Linked DNA regions of Sus scrofa: region 2 is linked to region 1. The links are chromatin contacts, called in public Hi-C maps. All regions are on one chromosome and are shown on one strand. The core of a region is the stretch at or near the end of the contact, and the rest is flanking DNA. Distances in the headings are between cores, read along the strand shown.

Region 1 (6,769 bases), core at 1,042-3,541:
TGGCTGATTGATTGAAATATAGTTGGTTTATCATGTTTCAGGTGTACAGCAAAGCGATTGAGTTATACACGTATATTCTTTTTCGGATTCTATTCCATTTCAGGTTGTGCAGGATGCTGACTATAGTTCCCTGTGCTATACAGTCAGGTCCTTGTTGTTTACCTATATTATATACAGTAGTGAATACCTATTAATCTCAAATTCCCAATATATCATTCCTCCACCCTTTCCTCATTTGTAACCATGGTTTGTTTTCTGTATCTGTGAGTCAATGAACTTATTTTATCATCTTTTTAGATTCCACATGGACTTAATTTTAGGTGGAATTTAATCTATATAAACTACTGGCCAAACTGTGGAGTAATTAAAGTGAGATAATCCCTGACCGTGACATAGTGGGCAGTGTCCTTAATCTTTGTTGCCTATGCATGATAACAATTTGGTATCTAGCTAGTGTTTCCTAGGTATGACGTTGTAAACGTGGGCATTAGCTGGATGAGAGCTTTTCAAACTTGGACTGTCGGTAGAGGAACCACTGTAACATTAATTGGCGATAGAATTTGTTTCATAACGTGTGCGATCTGTTGCAGTGGCAAAATAGATTATTTTTAGACTTCCAGATAAAATTGTTTTCTCACCAGATAATTATAATTGGCTCTGTGTGTAACACAAATTTTAAATATTTTATGTTATTAGTAACACCAGCGTAACACGGGAGCTAACAAGATAGAAATGCAAATACATTTTCCTGTTTCTTAAACTGTGGCTGCAAACGGAGAATTGGTTCTGTAAATTATTTTTAATGTGCATACTTTTTAACAAGGTTCTTCAAGTGGTAATCGTTTCTCGGTTTCCAGCGTCGAGGGGTAGTGATAGCTTGACAGCCGTAATGTTGCTTTTATTGGCGGTGAAATATTGGTTTTCATTAAATTTTATGTTAAAAACCCTTATTTAGAATCATAGATTTCTACCCGTTTAGAGCAGGAAGGAACTTGATTTAACAGCCTCCTGTTAAAAAGAAAAGTGGGACGGGGAGTGGAGTACAGATGAAGGTGGATGCTCTCATCTTTATCTTTCCACTTAAGAAGGTCTTGGTACCAAGGCAGGAATACCTGATATGGGTCAAGAAACCTGTACGTGGCGGGCGGGGGGGAGATGGGGGGGGTGCTGTCCTCAGGTGAATCCTTATCACCAGTAGCCTTTTTACAGGTTTATGAAACAGGGATAATCATTCTTGACTTGGCAGTCACCGAAATATATATTCATCGAATAATGTGTATATATTTGAAAATGTACTTAAAAACACAAACCCCTACTTGGGTGTTGTATTATACTGTTATAACTACCCTTGCTGGAGTTCCTGTTATGACTCGGTGGGTTAAGAACCTGACATAGGTTCCTGAGAATGCAGGTTAAAGAACCTGACATAGATTCATGAGAATGCAGGTTCAATCCCTGGCCTTGCTCAGTGGCTTAAGGATCTGGCATTGCTGTGAGCTGTAGTGTAGGTCGCAGACATGGCTTGGATCCCACGTGGCTGTGGCTGTGGTGTAGGCCAGCAGGCGCAGCTCCGATTCGACCCCTAGCCTGGGAACTTCCATATACCATAGGTGTGGCCATAAAAAAAAAAAAAAGCAAAATTACCCTTGCCTCTTGACCTCTTCTTCAACCTGAAGGATTAAGTTGAATAAGTGAGTTAATTCAAAAAAACATACGATGGCTTTGGAATAGACCTCATCATGCAGGTTATTGGCATATTTCTGGATCTATCTATCTATCTAATCTATACCCATCTATCTATATCTATATATCTATAAGCAATACTGAGCTAAGAGTCTAATTGGGCTTCAAGTGAGATTTCTTTAAAAGAACTCAAAGCACAATCTAGAGAGTCATAACCAGATTTCCTTCAAAGTTAAATTAAGCAGACACAGCTGTTCATCTGTGAATAAACAGTGCACGAGTGACTTGTATGTTTACCGTCCTCGTTATTGAGAAGGGGCTGAGATGCTCTGGCCTGGGACCTCCAGGCCTCCTTGCTCCAAATCCCACATAGTTCTTGCTCCTCCCTTTGGCCCAGGAGGCTGCGGCGCCCTCTGCTGGGTCCCTTGCTGTTTTCAGTCTGTTAACAGATTCTCTCAAAGCATCTGGGTGTCCCTTCATTGCACCACGCGGCCCACGAGGCAGGTGACCTGCTCTGCATCAAGTGCTCCCCTTGCCCCCTCTGCGCCCCTCCGTCCTTCATCCGCCTCTGGGCTGCTCCCTACTCTTCCGTTTGTCTTTTTTCCTCCCTGTTGATCCAGCTCTGGGTGCCCTGATGGGTGTCTAGCGAGGCCTTCCTGCGGGCATGTGCTCCGGCCAGGCCCCCTCATCCCGCTGCAGGGCCTCCTCGGGCGCTAGGGCCCTTGCTCTTGTCCTCTGTCTGCTGGAGGCCCTGCTAGGACCTTGACATAGCTGCTTTTTCCCGTCGTCCAGCTCAGCTCTGAGTGTCCTCTGGAGTGGACATTCCTGACACCCTGTCCCCCTCTCCGCCAGCCTTCTCTGGCCTTTCCCTTATCCTTAATTCCTCATGCATGTGTTCCTACCTCACATGCTCTACTCACTCATGTGTTTTATTATTTCTAATTCTGCCCTCTTGAATGTAGCTCTCCAGGAGCAGAGACCCCACCTGTCCTGTCCACCGGTGTGTCTGTAAGCTCCCAAACGGTAGCCGGCAAGCAGTAGTTGCCGGCTGAAGTTTGTTTAATGGCTATGTATGTGCGTGTGTGTTTCACATATGCATGCATGTATGGAGTATGTTTTATGCATGTTTATAATGTGCTGCTATGGGCTCACATGTTTGTGTGGGTTCGCATGTGTGTTTCATGTGTATATTGTGTGTGTTTGCAGATGTCTGTTTGCATGCATGTCCCTTCATATGTATGTTTATATGTCTGTGTGTGTATCTGTATGTGGGGTTGTGGGCTCCCCGCCTCTTGCTTGCTAAGTGTTCTTACCCACTCTCAGAAAAATCCTGCTGGGTGAGGGGTGGCTGACTCCTGACTCTGCCACCAAGGAGACCATCCGTACCAGGGCCAAAGCAAGCCCTCTCTTTAGGATGCTTCCTGTTTCTGGTTTTCAAAGCACTCCTTTTCACCAAATCTAAAAATCCTAACTTCCTCAAAGCAGCTATATTTAAAAGGCTGCTTATCAAAGCTTTTGCCTTTACCCCTTCTTGCATGCTTTCTAAAAATTCTTCTTTGATAGGATATAATGGAGAGCTTCTAGAAACTGTTAACACTGAATAAAACACATTCATGAGATGACTCTTTTCACTAATCCTGAGTTATCATTAAAGTAAAAAGTTTTTGTATAAAACTTAGAAAATACAGAAAAACAAAAAAATCATCTCACCCCAAGCCAATAATTATTACCATTTTAGAGTATATCCTTAGAACCACACACAGAGACAGATATCTGCGTATATGACTTATTCAAAACTATGAATAGAGTCAAATTCCACATAACTCTTGGAGTTCCAATCGTGGCACAGTGGTTAATGAATCCGACTAGGAACCATGAGGTTGCCAGTTCAGTCCCCGGCCTTGCTCAGTAGGTTAAGGATCCGGCGTTGCCGTGAGCTGTGGTGTAGGTCAAGACTCGGCTCGGATCCTGCGTTGCTGTGGCTCTGGTGTAGGCCGGTGGCTACAGCTCCGATTACACCCCTAGCCTGGGAACCTCCATATGCCGCGGGAGCGGCCCTAGAAGAGACAAAAAGACAAAAAAAAAATCCACATAACTCTTTAACCTGCCTTTTTACTTCATCTGTCACAAACATCCTTCCATGTCAGTAAGTATTCGCCTACAAAACATTTTTTTTTTTAAATAAAGGGCAGCAATATTTCCTTTCATAGATTTATCTTGGTCAGATTGCTTAACCACCCAAACCTCAGTTTTCTTATGTGCAAAAGGGAAACATAACACTACCTTAAATGATCTCAAGGAATTAAACGAGATAACACACAGGAAGCACTAAGAATAATGCCTGTCTCACCAGTGCTCCGTTGACTACTCGATGCTATTTTTATTTATCCATTTCCTACTGTCTTTTAACGACTAAAAATGCACTGTGACCTGTCCTACCATTATTTCTGGCAAATACAAATATGCCATCATATTTTATCAAACATACAAAACTCTAAAAATAAATATGTTCTTCATTTTCAAATAGCATTATCAAAAGATGATAGGATGGAGTTCCAGTCATGGCTCAGCAGAAACAAATCTGACTAGCATCCATGAGGACACAGGTTCGATCCCTGGCCCCGCTCAGTGGGTAAAGGATTTGGTGTTGCCATGAGCTGTGGTGTAGGTCGCAAACGTGGCTGAGATCTGGCATTGCTGTGGCGGTGGTGTAGGCCGGCAGCTGCAGCTCTGATTCGACCCCTAGCTTGGGAACCTCCATATGCCACAGGTGTGGACCTAAAAAGACCAAAAAAAAAAAAAAAAAAAAAAAAAGGTAGGATATTGATATTGAAGGCTAATACCACACTTCAGGCACTCTGGAGTTTGGCTTAACGGTTTCCATGTGAACGTGGAAGTTCGTGCCACTTGCCTCAGGCTGTCTCATCCTTGGCCTCTGCCACCTCTGCCATCTGACTTTCTGCTAAAGGTTGATGTTCCCCCAGGATGTTCCAGAAGGATGCCCTGCTGTGCCCTTCTATCGTGTCTAGACAGCTCCCCTCCTAGACTCCCTTATTTCTTCTCCCTCTCAGGGCTCTTTGGACCACTAGGCTCAGGGTGGTATTAGACCAAAGGAATTGTCTATCAGGGTTGAGGAATTCACCTATATTCTTTAAGAGTGCATGAGACCTTAAATACAAAAACTTGTTTGAGGAGTTCCCTTCATGGCTCAGCATGTTAAGAACCTGACCAGTATCCATGAGGCCACAAGTTCCATCCCTGGCCTCATTCATTGGGTTAAGGATCCAGCATCTCCTTGAGCTGTGGAGTAGGTCGCAAATGTGGCTCAGATCCCAAGTTGCTATGGCTGTGGCATAGGCCTGCAGCTGTAGCTCCCATTCGAGACCTAGCCCAGGAACTTCCATGTGCTGTAGGGCAGCCCTAAAAAGACAAAAAAAAAAAAAAAGTTGTTCAATTTCATTTAAACTTTTTATTTTGAGTTTTTTATCTCATTAGGTGAAGCATGTATGTAAATTTAGAAAGGCTTGGGCTGTTTCTTTTATTTTGGATTATTTTTAAAAATACCCGTCTCTACTTCTAATGAAGATCTAGTCCCCTTTTAAAATATGTCAAAATTAAATTTCTGTTCTGAAATTCTGTATATGTAAAAAAAAAAAAATCTGTATTCATGGTTGGGTCATTCAGTTGTTAAGAATTGGAAAGCAAATCCTATTTAGGCTTTAATTAAGTTGGCGCGGTGCATCTATTATTATTATTATTTTTTTCTCCATGTCATGAGTTAATCTTTTTTATCAGGGTAGGAAGTGAACACCTCTTCTTCTGACTCCTGTTTCCCAGAGAGAGAAGATTTGAGGTGTTCAGCCCTACATGGTTTTTTAAAAGCATATTTTTTTTCTGATTTTGAAAATATATTCGTATGTTTTCCTTTAAAATTCCATATCCCCCCACACACATTTCTCTCTGTCTTTCTTAGTCTGAACCAATTGTTGGCTGCCAGCTTCTTTGTCCTGGGCCCATATGTGTGGGGACTCTGGGACAGAGGGAGTTTGTTACCCTCCTGACATCTGTATTGTGTAAGTGGAACTGGCCATTGAGAAACGCTAACACAAAGCCTCAGCCATTCCTTTACCAGCGCATTAGAGGTCTCGACCACATTTCAAAACCAGGAGAGCTTGTTGAGCCTGAATCTGTTAGGCTCTGAAATGCACCCTGGGTTTTGAGGAAGAAGTGAGCACATTTATGGCTTTAATTACTCATTTGGGGTACCACAGGCTGTTGCCAAAGCCAGTTATCTTCGGCTTTGATTAGAAATCAGGAAAGACAGCTGCTGAAACGCAGGGTGAAAAGAATTGTATTGGATTCGAAAGGCGTTCTTTTGAATCTGAAAGAGAAGGAAAGCATCTTTGGGAAACATCTGAATATGCATTTATTTTAATAACTGAATGGCTAGAGGTAGCGTCCAGTACCTCGTAAGTTGGAGTGGTTTTCATTATTCAATTAAGTGCCTTTGTTCAGTTCATCTAGATTTTCCTGTTGGCTGCTCTAGTCTTTTTCCTCTTTCAGCTCCATTTTGATGCACGGTGACATCCCGATTTGTGGGTTGAAATGTGTCAATATTCATAAAGGAAATTCATGAACCATCTTCCCAATCATTTGGGCTGATGAAACACCATTTACCGGTGTGAAGCCAAGCCAGGAGAGGCAGATCAAAAAGTGCATTCAAATGCTAAGCTGAAAAAGACAGTGTTCTTTATGCCCCATTCTGTGTGCTGGAAGTAGCACTTTGCGTCCTGTTATTTTAGCAAATGTAATTTTGGATCAGAATGTATATCAGAGAATGTCATCAGCAGAGGCTCATAAGTAAATCAACATTTCAGAGTTAAATTCTCACGTATGTGTTCACAGCTCGTGAAATCGAAAGACGTGTCAGAAAGACTTAGCTTCCCACCTTCGGAAAGCTGATGGAGATACTGTGTGGAAACTGAAATAAGACTCTGTCCCCCTATCTGTAGTTTAACCAAGTTAAACTTCGTTCAACAGCAACATGCCTCGTATTTCGGCAAAAGATGATCACAGTTGCTTAAGG
Region 2 (6,637 bases), core at 2,175-4,674, 260 kb before region 1:
CAGCTTCTTGGCCCCACCTCCCCTGGGGCTTCACCCCCAGTAGCTCAGCTTCTTCCTTCTTTTTATTTTATTTTATTTTACTTATTTTTTTTGCTTTTTAGGGCCACACCCGAGGCATATGAAATTTCCCAGGCTAGGGGCCGAATCAGAGCTACAGCTGCTGTCCTACACCACAGCCACAGCCACGCCACATCTGAGCTGTGTCTGTGACCTACACCACAGCTCATGGCCACGCCGGATCCTTAACCCACTGAGCGAGGCCAGGGATCGAAGCCACCTCCTCATGGATACTAGTCAGAATCATTTCTGCTGAACCATGATGGGAACCCCCCTTCTTCTTATTAAAAAAAAATTCTGTTGGAATATGCTTGACTTAGAATGTTGTGTTGGTTGCAGGTGTACAGCAAAGTGAATCGGTTTTATATAGACACACACGCACATACACATATCTGTTCCTTGTCAGATTCCTTTCCTATATAAGTCACTACAGACTACTGAGTAGTCTCCCCTGTGCTGGCCCCTGTTACTCATCCGTTCCGTATCTAGCAGTGTGTATATATCAACCCCAAACTCCCATTTGACCCCTCCCCTCAACATTTCCCCTTTGTTAACCACAAGTTTGGTTTCAATATCTTTGAGTCTGTGTCTGTTTTGTGAATAAGTTCTTTTGTACCAGTCAGAATGGCCATCCTCAAAAAGTCTTATAAACAATAAATGCTGGAGAGAATGTGGAGAAAACCCCCTTACAGTGTTGGGGGTTTGGTGCAGCCACTGTAGCGAACAGTATGGAGATTCCTTTAAAAACTTAATAGAGAACCACTGTATGACCCCACAGTCCCATTCTTGGGTGTATATCTGAAAACACCCATAATTTGAAAAGATAAGTCACCGCAGTGTTTGTCACAGCGCTATTTACAATAACCAAGAGATGGAATCAACCTAAATTCCATAATAATATATATAGTACTCAGCCATAAAAAAGAATGAAGTAATGCCATTTGCAGCAGCATAGACGGACCTAGAAATTATCATACTAAGTGAAATAAGTCAGAGAAAGACATCCTATGAGATGACTCATATGGAATCGGATTCTTCCTTCTACATAACCTTCTGTTGCTGCTCCTTTCACCCAGTGTTCTGTGTGAACTGCCAAGCACTGATGGTACAGAGGCCACAACATCTGGAGTCCAGCCCTGAGCTCATCCTCCAGGAAGTGGAATGAAAGTGACAAGCTGGCTTGGAAGGAGCAAATTCCGGGGGTGGAAATACATTCCAGAGTGCTTGGAATATGGATATTGTGTCTTTGCAAAGCTTCTTTTCTTTCAAGTCCTGTGACTGCGACAGCTTCAGTTACTCTCTTTGGTCAGACCCATTTCTTTGCACACCTGTTGTGTCTTGTTTGTCCTTGAGCATACCTCCCGGGGACATCACCTGCTGGTAGCCTCCAAGAACAAGACCGCTTTAGGCAACAGGAGCGGGTTTTTGCCTGGTGCCTGTGCAGGATGGCGCTTGGATTTCCTGACTCGCATGTGGTTTTTAAGGCTCCACTGGGAATATTTGGCACCAGGAGCTCTGAATCACTAAATTCAGGGGTTTTCCATTAGTATTGTTTTATGAGTGGAAACTGATGAGTGTACGTAACTTATTTTGCAATCATATAATGTGGAGGTTTAATTCAACTTTTCATTCTTGGTGAACGTATTGAATATAAATATTTCACAATCTTGCACAATATTCTCTTTTATTCATTTATTCCACTTTGCGATGTCACGATTTGTGAAGCGACTTTTTTTTCCCCCTCATAATTTACCACTTGCCTAAGTGTGTTTCGCTGTCTGACAGGACTGAATCAGGCCAGCTTTAAGGTGGCAGCAATTTATAAATAACATGCTTTTCTAACAAAAAAGCAGCAGCCCATTAATGGTTTGTTTACATGAAGGTTGTGTTTATTTCTGGCAATTTTGATCTTAATTGTCTAATCAGATATGTGGTTTACAGTGTAGACTAACTTGGCCAGTCTGCGTTTCCTTTTCTTTTAGGCTAGTCTGCATGGATGTAGGAACTGTTTTTAGATGTCCCCGCTGCGACCTGCGCTGCGTTTGCCATTGTGCCTGGGTAGGCAGACCATACGGTCTGTAGGGTCTCTCGTGTGTGAGAGTGGTTTTATTGTCTGAGCACTTTCCAGCTTCTGGGCCATTAAGACACTTCCAGCATTTTCTGTGCGTTTAGAGAGAAAAAAACGCCTCTGTTGGTGAGGCGTGTGGGCGCCAGAGCAGCCGGGGCCTGGGCTGGGCTGCACTGGATGCGTGTTACCCGGGGTCTCCTTGGCTTGCAGATGGTGTCCTCTTGGTACTTTCCTCTGCCTTGTGGTCTCTCACCTTTTCTTTCGGCCCTTTGTCATTCATACTGTTGTTTTAAATTCCTTATGTCACGTCCAAGGTAGGACTGTGTTGACTTCCTCAGAGGGGAGCAGGGTGATGAGCTGATCCTGGTGAAGACAGTGGCATCACCCACCACCACCCACCCTGCTGCCGTGGTTCTGAGCCTGCTTGCTTTGGGCCTGATTTTTGCTTCACAGTTGCAGATACAGGCTCATGTTTGCACGTAACCCCCTCCTCAGGTGTATAACTGCTTCACAGGTTGGCATTACTATTCTCTCTCTTTATGAGGTGAGGAGAGACTAGGGCATGGAGAGGTCAAGAAACTCGCCCAGGAGTTCCCGTCGTGGCGCAGTGGAAATGAATCCGACTAGGAACCGTGAGGTCGTGGGTTCGATCCCTGGCCTTGTTCAGTGGGTTAAGGATCTGGCGTTGCCGTGAGCTGTGGTGTAGGTCATGGATGAGGCTCGGATCCCACGTTGCTGTGGCTCTGGCGTAGGCCGGCAGCAGTAGCTCTGATTGGACCCCTAGCCTGGGAACCTCCATATGCCATGCGTGCAGCCCTAAAAGGACAAAAAAAAAAAGAAAGAAACTCGCCCAGTGCCAGCTTAGTCCGGACCATTGCCGCCTCTTCTCTGGCAGCTGCCGCTCAGCTTTATTCTGCCACTCGGTAGCTGAGAGTCCGGCATCCTTCAGGGCGGGCCTCAGTCGCCTCTTTCCATTTACTTTCCCCACAAGGACTTCTTTTGCATCCCCCTCATTCCTGTTCCTTCCATATGTCACTGCCTCCTAACACTGAGAGGTGTCGCCCTCTCAGTAAACTGTCCCCTGAAAGTGACCTTGGCAGTTGGGTGGCAATGGGGTCACTTGTGTCTTGTGACAGCCCGTCGAGTGCCTTCTGTGCCGTATCTCTGTACTGAAAGGTGCCAGCGCAGGAGGCTCTTGTGTTCATTCTGTTGGATGGACGTGTTTGGCGGAGGCTGCGTTTATCTCCTGTGGGTGGAGCGCGTCTCTCAGCACCTGTTCTCCTGTAGGTCTCACTTGTGAAACTGGTGGCTGTTCTTTCCCTTGACGTGGCTGTCCTGGCGTGGCCCCTCTGCTTGCTGGCCAGGATGGAGGTTGTGTGCTGCCGTGTCCGGCAGGGATTCGGAGCAAAGCCACTGGCTTCCAGTGCACCTGGGCCATCCTGCTACTCACAGGCGGTGGTGGACCATGGCCAGTGATCCTGACCCTGCGGGCTTCCCGTTTGTTTCCCTGGGTCGTGGGTGGGTATGACTGTAGCGCCTTTTGCATTTTGAAGAGAAGAAATGTCGGCTCCCACCATCAGTATCACTGGGTTGCTGCTGCTGTTACTGTCATCACATTCGTAAATAGTCAGGCGTCCTTTTTATCTCTTACTTGCATCCCAATCCATGTAAAGCGATTCCTTATTTCCAGGTTTTAACTTTGTACATTTTTGTAGGAAAATGAGAAGATGGAGCAGAAAAAGTAGCACAGACACTTCAAGAGAATAAAGAGAATTTGAGGATATTGAGAGGAGATTTACACTCCACTAATAGAGAACTTTGCGGTAATCAGAGTGACGTGATGGAATGTAAGAAATCTGTGTTGATATTAATTGAGTATAGAAAATGTGTTTTTAATTCTGTCTTCTTTCTCTTCAAGAGGTCTGTGAATCTGCTGAAACTGTCTCCAGATTTCACTGACTCTGTGCCTTTTTTTTACCCCCTGTGGAGAAGATTCATCTGTAGCTCTGTTAAACTTAGTGAAGTGGCCCATGACACACATTTCTTGGCGCATAGTAGGTGCGTGGCGTGAGTAAAAGAATAAATGGGAGTTCCCTTTGTGGCTTCTCAGAAATGAACCACACTAGTATCCATGAGGATGTGGGTTCGATCCCTGGCCTTACTCAGTAGGTTAAGGATCCGGTGTTGCTGTGAGCTGTAGTGTAGGTCATGGACGAGGCTTGGATCCCGGGTTGCAGTGGCTGTGGTGGAGGCCAGCAGCTGCAGCTCTGATTCAACCCCCTAGCCTAAGAACCTCCATATGCTGTAGGTGTGGCCCTAAAAAAAATGATAATAATAAATGAAGTGAAGCATGTGTGAACAGTAGCCTTATAAGCTGGTGCGATGTCTAGTCAGCCCTGAAAGTTGTGATACTCCTTATGCAAAAGCAGAAACCACAGACCAGTGGGGTCAGGGGTCAGGGACTGCTTGAATGTCAGCTGGCTCTTTTTTTGGGCATCAATCTTGTTTCTTGAGATTCTAGGCTCAGCCTACTTCAGACATGCTTCTGACTACAGAGAATGATAAGATCTGGGTATTGGAAGGTTGAAAAGTGGGAGGATGATGACATGGGCAGTAGGCATCATTCAGTCCCTGAACCAAGGCAATGCCAGGGTGACCTTCCTGTCTTCTTGCAGGCTGGTTTTCTGGGTGTGCACCAGGGGGTGAGGTTAGGGAATGGTGCCCAGAGGACTTGTGTGGATGAGCTGCTTGGATTAGCTCACCTGTAGTTTTCTAAGAGATGGCAAAAGAGATGCAAGTGGTATTAATTCATCGTGGATTGATTGGGGCACCTTTCAGGTAGGAACAGGGTGGGATCCAGAGATGAAAGAAATAGACCCTTTCACAAGAAAACCTAGAGCTGTTTACCGAATCCTCATTTGTTGAGACAAGCATGCTGTGAAAATGAATTTATCTGCTTGGTGTCATTGGAACAAATATTTGAGTGTCTGTTTTTAGGTACATCCCATTAGTGGATTGAAATTTAAGGTTTTTCCTATTTTAGTTTCTTCCCCTTTTATTAAGATTATTCTAGCACTGGTGCTGAAGGAACTTTAGATCCCAGTTGTGGGACACGTGTATTGATGCAACCTTCCTTGAGGAAGTGCTGGCATGCCTGCCTCCCTGTGGTCTTGAATGAGCTGATCTCTGCTCCTTGATACTCTCTACGAAACAATGCGTCCTTGAGTTAACTTGCATTCTTTCAGCACTTGGAGGAAGAGAAGAGAAACCTGCTGTCTTCATTTTATCCCGATTTGGTTCTGACGTCCATACACGCTCTACATTCACATTGGGACCCTACCTAAACTGGCTTCACCCAGCACCCACTGGGACACTGGCCAATTCCTGCCTCGAACTCGCCTTTGCACCATAGACGCCCATGCCCACGTGTCTCCTGGGAGCTGGGTACTGAATGGATGACGCTTCTACCTCAGACTCAGCACATCCTCTTTTGTCCTGGACCTCTTTGTCCTTGTATTTACCTTCTGCCACCCAAGCCACAAACCTGGACATCTCACACTCGTCCCCCTCCTCCATGGTGACACCCACCATATATCAAAGCCTCTTAAATAAGTCTCGATTCTGCATTTTAATCATCATTTTTCCCCCCAAATATAGTTGCTTTTACAATGTTATGTTAGTGTCAGGTGTACAGCAAAGTGATTCATTTGTACATACACGTATGTCCATGTTCGCTCAGATTCTTTGCCCATAGAAGTTATCACAGAATATTGAGTAGAGTTCCCTGTGCACGACAGCAGGTCCTTGTAGACTCTTCTGACTTCTTCACTGTTGGACTAATGAGCTGTGTATTTTTACCCTTCCGGTCCTTTCTCCGGACCCCTCCAAACCTGCAGAGTAAATGCAGATCCCACTGCTGTGCCTTCAGGGCTACCCCACGGTTTTCAGGATGAAGTTCCCCAGGCTTAGCTTCAGCCCCGAGGCCTTCATCTTCCTCCGTTGATCTCCACTCTCTCAAATCATCACAGTAGTGACATTTATTGAGTACTTGGGATCCGCGGTAATTCTTCAGAGCACTTTGTCAGAATTAAGTAAAATAACACAGGCCACATCCCTGTGCAGCGCTGAGACCCAGAATGTGAAAGAATGTCCAGGGTGCCACAGCTGGGGGCGGGGGTCACCTCTCTGAGCTTCACGTGTCCTGGGGAACCCATCCAAGATTGGCAGCCTCGCCTTAACGAAACGAGCCAAGGGCTCTGCGGATGGTGGGGTGATGACCTGGAATTTATACCCCGGCCCTACTCAGGTCAGCATGGGGAAGTTTTCTGTGAGACGTAAGTGGAAGGAAAGCAGCGGCTTTGACCTTCTTCAGAGTGGGTTCTCCTAAAACTTAAGATTTCCAAACTCTTTGTGCTTGCTTAAATCCGTTAGATGGCACTGAATTTCAAAAAGATTTGTGTGAAGTTTTAGTATTTAAGCAATTTGTGAATGGGGGGGTGTTTAACTTCTAAG

What was found. Hi-C and Micro-C count contacts between places; a contact is called where the count stands out from the background.
Region 2: a contact with region 1 is called in a Hi-C map of heart right ventricle, with 2.4 times the contacts expected there. The contact joins two enhancer-like sites. A contact is called at or near these places in 2 of 47 Hi-C or Micro-C datasets (heart right ventricle and liver).

What each region holds. Positions count from the first base shown.
Region 1 is chr10:57,098,468-57,105,236 of Sscrofa11.1, reverse strand. All of the region lies in intron 23 of PARD3 (partitioning defective 3 homolog), which reads left to right. Among named protein-coding and RNA genes, the nearest start is that of PARD3, 500 kb to the left of the region's middle. Within about 2 kb of position 2,291, at least 4 of the 83 cell types and tissues checked have an H3K27ac peak or open chromatin away from gene starts, as enhancers often do.
Region 2 is chr10:57,363,213-57,369,849 of Sscrofa11.1, reverse strand. The region is part of intron 2 of PARD3 (partitioning defective 3 homolog); the gene reads left to right. Among named protein-coding and RNA genes, the nearest start is that of PARD3, 230 kb to the left of the region's middle. Within about 2 kb of position 3,424, at least 2 of the 83 cell types and tissues checked have an H3K27ac peak or open chromatin away from gene starts, as enhancers often do.